2 separate regions of the Sus scrofa genome follow, and region 2 is linked to region 1. A link is a contact called in public HiChIP or PLAC-seq data. All regions are on one chromosome and are shown on one strand. The core of a region is the stretch at or near the end of the contact, and the rest is flanking DNA. Distances in the headings are between cores, read along the strand shown. Region 1 overlaps RGS3 (regulator of G-protein signaling 3). Region 2 overlaps ZNF618 (zinc finger protein 618).

What was found. HiChIP or PLAC-seq counts read pairs in DNA pulled down with a chosen protein or histone mark.
Region 2: a contact with region 1 is called in an H3K27ac HiChIP or PLAC-seq map of alveolar macrophages. The contact joins two enhancer-like sites. A contact is called at or near these places in 1 of 47 Hi-C or Micro-C datasets (mesenteric adipose tissue) and 1 of 2 datasets of contacts at active chromatin or transcription factors (alveolar macrophages).

Annotation. Positions count from the first base shown.
Region 1 is chr1:254,189,220-254,192,373 of Sscrofa11.1, reverse strand. The region is part of intron 17 of RGS3 (regulator of G-protein signaling 3); the gene reads right to left. Among named protein-coding and RNA genes, the nearest start is that of MIR378B, 55 kb to the right of the region's middle. Within about 2 kb of position 1,678, at least 21 of the 83 cell types and tissues checked have an H3K27ac peak or open chromatin away from gene starts, as enhancers often do. A contact at or near this core is called in alveolar macrophages, where this site is marked.
Region 2 is chr1:254,486,766-254,489,919 of Sscrofa11.1, reverse strand. The region is part of intron 1 of ZNF618 (zinc finger protein 618); the gene reads right to left. Among named protein-coding and RNA genes, the nearest start is that of ZNF618, 10 kb to the right of the region's middle. Within about 2 kb of position 1,424, at least 24 of the 83 cell types and tissues checked have an H3K27ac peak or open chromatin away from gene starts, as enhancers often do. A contact at or near this core is called in alveolar macrophages, where this site is marked.

The sequences.
Region 1 (3,154 bases), core at 429-2,928:
ACTTGGACTAGACAGATGTCCCCAAAACATCTGGGGACATCTGCCACCCAGTGATTTTTAAACTGTGCTTGGAGGAACCTCAGAGAAGTTCCATATATAAAAAGGAAGCATTTCCTGCCTCTCACACCACCCTCAGAACCCTTGGAGGTTTTGCTGGGTTCCTGCAGATTCATTGCACAGGGAAAAAGCATACCCTCGGGGGAGTCTGAGAAGAAGCTCTCACAGGAAAACCAGGGCTCCAAGAAAGTCAGGGGTGTCCCAGGCCGGGGCTAGGCTAGGCCACTCATCGTAGTCAAGGACTTGAAATGCTGGACCTGGAACTACGCAGAGCCCAGATGCCACGAAGAGGCCATAACACCCAGAACAATGAAGAGAAAGATGCCACACGTTCCTGGGAACTGCACAGATCCAAGGGGACAAACGCACACGGGCAGAGAACTTCAGGGGTGAGTCCTTCAGAGCATAGGTTAAGAGCTCTTATGGTAAAAACCGCTCATGTCCATGTGACAGATGAGGAAGCTGAGCCCACCGCTATCCACTACTGCACAGCTGCCAGAAACTGAAAGGCTACGCCTGCAGCTGGGAACTTATGTAAGCCCTTGGCCAGCCGGGCCTCACATCTGGGAATAAACAGCCCAGCCAAAGCTCAAGGCAGCTGCAGGGTGCCACACACATATGCTGGGGTCACCGTGGCATCTGGGAGCACCAGAGCGGATGTGAAAGGAGTGTGGGCAAAAGCCACCACCTGGAAGCAGTCAAGTGAAAGCCCTCCCTACCTCACCGCCACCCCCAGAGCAGCAGGGAGAGGTGTTGAGCCGGGAGGGGACGCCTCTGGAGAATGCCTTAGGAGGACTTGGCCAGGGTCTGGTTCCCAGGACAGCCAATGACAGGGGCCCACTTGCCCCGAGGACTTCCTGCCCTGAAATCCTGCCTGCAGCTGGATGATGACTCCACCCGGGAACCCCTCAGACTTTACTGCCTCCGACCCTAGAACGTCAGCAAGCCCAAATCCCCACTGCACAGGTGCGGAGGCTGAGGGCCAGCGAGGAGCAGGGGCCAAGCTAGAATTACATGGCAGCGCCAGACAGAGTCAGTCATGGAACCCTCTGGGCCTCAGGGTCTCCACCTACGACGTGGGATGACCAATGTGACCCAGTGACACACCAGGAGAGTGACTATAAAAAGTAAAAGCTCTGAAACGGGATAACGATGGTGGCAGTAGTCATGGTGATTACAGCTATGGTCCCAAACTCAAACAGTGGCCCATCTTCCCACACACCCCTAGAAACAAACTGTCAGCCCCTGAATGGAAGTTGGCGATTGGGATACCCGGAGCCCCAGTCCAGGAATCTCACCTGGGAACCTTAGTTTGTTCCCAAGGGATCAGAGAGACCCTCCACTGAACTGACAGGAAGACAGAGGGCCCAGCCTGGATGTGACCTAGGGACTTGCCCAAAGGTACATGTACCCGCAGGGCTGGGCTGGGGTTAGAGCCAGGCCTCTGGCTCCTTCATCCAAGCTCACTTCAGATCTCAGGCCCAGAGCAGCCCAGTCCCCTGGCCAGAAACCCCCATCTGGAAAGACAGATGAAAGAAACAGAAATGGTGCCCCCATGCCCCGGGGCCTGGCCCTGGGCCCTCAGAGGGAAGCAGCAGCATTTCCCCTTTCCTGGGGGCATGGGGGCGGAGGTACCAGCAGTGACTGTGGCCAGAGCCCGCCCACCCCTCGGGGAAAGTGCAGCAACAGACCCAAAACCAGAAATGCAAGTCAGCCTGCCTCTGCCAATCCTGCCCTAAACCAAGGCCAAACCAAACAAAGCTAGGAGGGGAAGTGCCTCTGTCCCCAGAGGGCCCCCGCCCCAGGGTACCTGAGAAACCACCCAGGACCCAGAGCTCACTGAGCGCCCAGCATTTCCTGCTCAGACACCCTGCTCCGACTTGGTTCTCATTCCAGCAGTGTCCGCTCCAAGCTGGGTGAGAAGATGGACAAGCCTCTGGCTATTCCGAGAGTCTGCTTCCTTATGTGGAACAGAGCCGGGCTATCACACCAGACTCAGAGGACTAAGCTCGTGCTCTTCACGGCCAGCCCCAGAGAGGCATTTGATAAACTGGTAGCAATTATTAGTCTCCCCTTGTCTTAGAGATAGGGAATCTGAGGTCCCAGAGCCTAAGGGAATTACCGAAGATCCAGTTTTAGAACTCATGTGTCCTGGCCAAGGGTCTCTCCCCACCACTCGGGTCCTTGGGGTCTAGACGGAGGGGGAGCAGGCTATGAGCCCTGCCACCAGAGGCCCTGCACCTGGGCCCGACCCACATGAGACCAGAGCTCACTGGTTCCCTCCCCAGCCCCTGGATGGGCTTGTGTGTGCCTCTGAGTAGGTCTGGCCAGGCCTGTGTTCCTAGGAAAGCAGGGGTGCCAGTACCTCAAGGGAAGGGAGCCTCTGAAACAGGAAATCTCAGAAACCTGGGACACAGGGTGGCGAGTGAGAGAATTAGGACAGGAGATAAAGAGGAGAGCCAGGTTACAGAAGGGACGCCAATGCCGGGCCGTGGGACCGTCCTGTGAGCGACAGAATGACCCATGCAGAGCCCTAGGTATGACTGCTCTGGGCAGGCCGTAGGGCAGGCGGAGGGCTGGGACTGGCTTCATACATGCCCTCATTCATTCTCCAGGCACTGAGTTAGACCCTGGGATAGGGGTGGGGACAGCAGAGACCAAGTCAGACACAATCCCTGCCCTCAGCTGAGCAGAAAAACAGAGGCTGAACAACTGGCCTTAGTGAACGTGGTGAGTGGTCTGATGGAGGAAGTGCAGGCAGCCTCGGACACCCAAAAAGGCAGTTGTTACAACAGGTGAGGGTGAGAAGCACCCAGCCAAGGCACCCCAGGGACCAGCCTGCTCACCCAGGGCCCTGGGTCCAGAGCGCTCGCCGCGGCTCTTCCCCTTCCACGGGGAGCGTGTCTCTCCCATCCGCCACTTCCTTGGCGTGGCTGGACCAGGGTTAATTCTGTGCGTGTTTCGCCTGCTAGAAGCACACAGGAAATGAACCAGGCCCTCTAAATGGAGCTGTTGTTTAGGATCTAATCAAATCCGCTTCCCAATCCAATGCAGGGCTCGGAACAGGCTGGGAAAGGGTGCCAGGTATGACACGCAG
Region 2 (3,154 bases), core at 175-2,674, 300 kb before region 1:
AAGGCAGACAAATTCTACTTTGTAAAAAAATCAAGTGAGATAAATAGGAATGCTAAACTCGAGCCTTCTGATGGAAAAAAGTTCCTGATGAAAGAACAAAAATGTGTAAGGTTGAATTTCCAACACACCGCTTAAAATCCTTTCAAAACACTAAGCAGGAGAACCAGGCTGGAAAGTCAGACCCGGATACAAGCTTAACTTTGCAGCTCTCCCTAAGGTTAGTCACCCTCCTCCAGGTCTCTATGCCAGGGCAGCTGGCTAACCTCCCCACCTGCCGGCTCTGTCCACTATGGCTAGATGTCCTCTGGGTTTTCTAGAAGGCATGCCTCCCAAATCATTACAAGGAGTAGACACGACTTACAAGAGAATGGCTTCCAGCCCTCTGGGACCCCAGACCCATAGCCCTTAATGTGACCTGGGTTTCTACGCCCGAACCAGCTCTGAACTGTACTCTGATTCAAAAGGACCCTAGTTAAAGACTGAGCAGACTGAAATTGTTTTCAGCAAGCAGAGTAATTGTCAGGGGTAATCTTTTCGATTTGTTTTTGTTCATCTTGTTAGGTCTGCTTTCTTCCAGAGTGTTTAACTCGTGTTTAGGACAATGGATAAGCAAAGTGGGTAATTTTTTCCCCCGAATTACTAATATGTCTTTCTCTCTGTCTGTCCGTCCCCCTCTCAAGTTCCCATTAAGCCTCCATTTAACCATTTAGTTATGCTGATGCCTACATTGCAACATCATCCTTCCTGCTCGATCCCAAACTCTGAGCCTTGTGGTCTGTCCAGTGACCAGATGAAGCTGCCCTGTGACCCTGAGCCAGCTACTCCGCTCTCTGGAGCATGCAGGTGGCCTTAAATCAGCACTGTCCAATGGAAATATCATGGGCCACATGGGCAATATCAGATTTTCTAGGAGCCACACTGTCAAAAAGTGAAAGTTAAAAAACACACAAAATTATTTTTCACAATCCATCTCCTTTAACTCAATATATAAAATGCCATCAATATATCAATATATTTGTATATATAACTCAATATATAAAATGCTATCATGTCAACCTGTATTTTAAAAAAGGACTGTGATCGTCTATACTTTTACCTAGTAAGTCTTTAAGATCCAGACCTAGAGAAGAGAAAATTATAGTTCCATCAATTAATTAATTAATTTAACTTAACAAAACCCAGTGTGAATTTTACACTCACAGTGCATCTCAATTCAGGCCACGCATTTTAACTGCTCAACAGCCACATGTGGCTGGTGGTTATCAACACATACGGGATGGCACCGACTTGGATAATCCCCATGAACCTTTTTAGCACTAGAGCCCTCTGATCCAAAAAGACCAGCTTCACCACACATTCCACCACCTCAGCTAGCAGCACCCCAGGGAAGCCTGCCTTCCCTGGGGCCTCATTTCAGGCCAGTTTCAGTTTTATTTCAGATCAGTTTCACTTTCTGCCTTTCCAGCATACATTAGAAGAAACACCCACAGAAATGCACTTAAGTTTTTATAGGTATTTTTTTCCCAGCTGATGAAATTAAAACCAAAAAAAAAAAAAAAAAAATCTCCAGCCTCCAAAACCATCTTCCTCCATTCTCTCTGGGTATTCCAAGGGCCCTGGCTATGTCCACATGTCAGGTAAAACTCTGAGCCCCAAATACAAGATCTACGTTCTCCCCCAAATTTCTCCCCATAAAAATTCCCATCCTCAATTCTCTACAAGAATGTTGGGGCTGGTGGGAATTCATCCAGGCAGAGGCTCAAAGCTGAGAGGCCGAACGGCTAGCCCCTCGGGCGTGCTGTCTTGGACAATAACACAGCCAGAAAGGGAGCCAAAACAGCTTCTGACTTTGAACATTACCAGCAAACCGCAAGCCAGGGGGCTTGCCAAGGGACACTCGGACCTCCTCCGCTTGGCAGCAGTCATTTCCACCCATGGGGGAGATGGCAGATTTCCTTTCTCCCTGGGTCCCTCCTTGGACCTGGCGATCCCACCACGGGCACAGAACTGGCTTCCCTAGAATGCCAAGTGTCCCTGTGTTTTCCAGAGCAGACCGAGGAAGCGGCACATCACCTGACTCCATTTTTTTTCTCTTTAGCTTATATGTGAAGCCTCCTTCTGCTTCGTCAGCCGAAATATTTTTATCATTTTTCTGTCGACTCAATACCACCCTCACCTCAGCCTCCCTCCTTTCCTTTTTCAGCAAAGAAAGGAGTTGTCGCCAACATGTTTCTCCAGTGGCTTCCCTGTTTAGGAAGCACTGCTGAGTCCACTAGCTCGTGGGATGCTTGCGGAAAGCCCATCAGAGGTAGCAGAATGGGCTGTTCTCCCACTCAGGGGATCAACAAACAGAGGCTGCCCCGGGGGTAGCAGGCAGTGTCCAGACCCAGGGGCCTTCCAGGGCCAGCAGGTCACATACAGCATTGAAATGAGAGGAGGGTAGGAACTGACTCAAACAGAACACATACAATGCAAAAGCCTAAAAGTTCTCAACGTCTTAAACCTTAGGCTAGCAAATCAAATAAAAAACAAGGGACCAATTCAACCTGTGGACTTCCACCTGTGACTCTGGGTTTATACAATTCCCCCAACAGGACACCAAGAATCAGTGACTGGTGCTGGTTATAAAAATTAACATGCATAAAACAAAAACAAAAATAATCCATCTGTAGGGCTTCAGAGTTTTAAAGGTATATTTTTCTCAAATATGCTATCTCATGTCATTCCTGTGAAGGACTATTTCCATCCCAGGTCCCAGATGTAGAAATGAAGATTCCGAGGGACTGAGGAACTAGCCTGTGGTCCTAGAGCCTGTAAACAGCAAAGTCGTCATCATACCCCTAGGTCGTCATCCAGGAACCCCAGGACCTGCCCTGTTCCTCTGCCATGGCATCTATACCACAGGCGTGAGCAAGCGGCAACACCACCCAGCCCAGTGGCCCAGCCACCACCATCTCCCCTTTGAAACCTGATCACTTGGGCATCAGAGAAGCAGGTCATCCAGCCCTGCTTTGATGACAACCCCAAAGGTACCTAATTATAACAGGGAAGGGAGAGTCAGGAACCTCTCACTATTTCTCAAGACCAAATTAACTCTAATTCCTTTTGACACAGTGTATGTGCAAAGAGTAGGGAAAGCAGTGAGTTGAGGAGT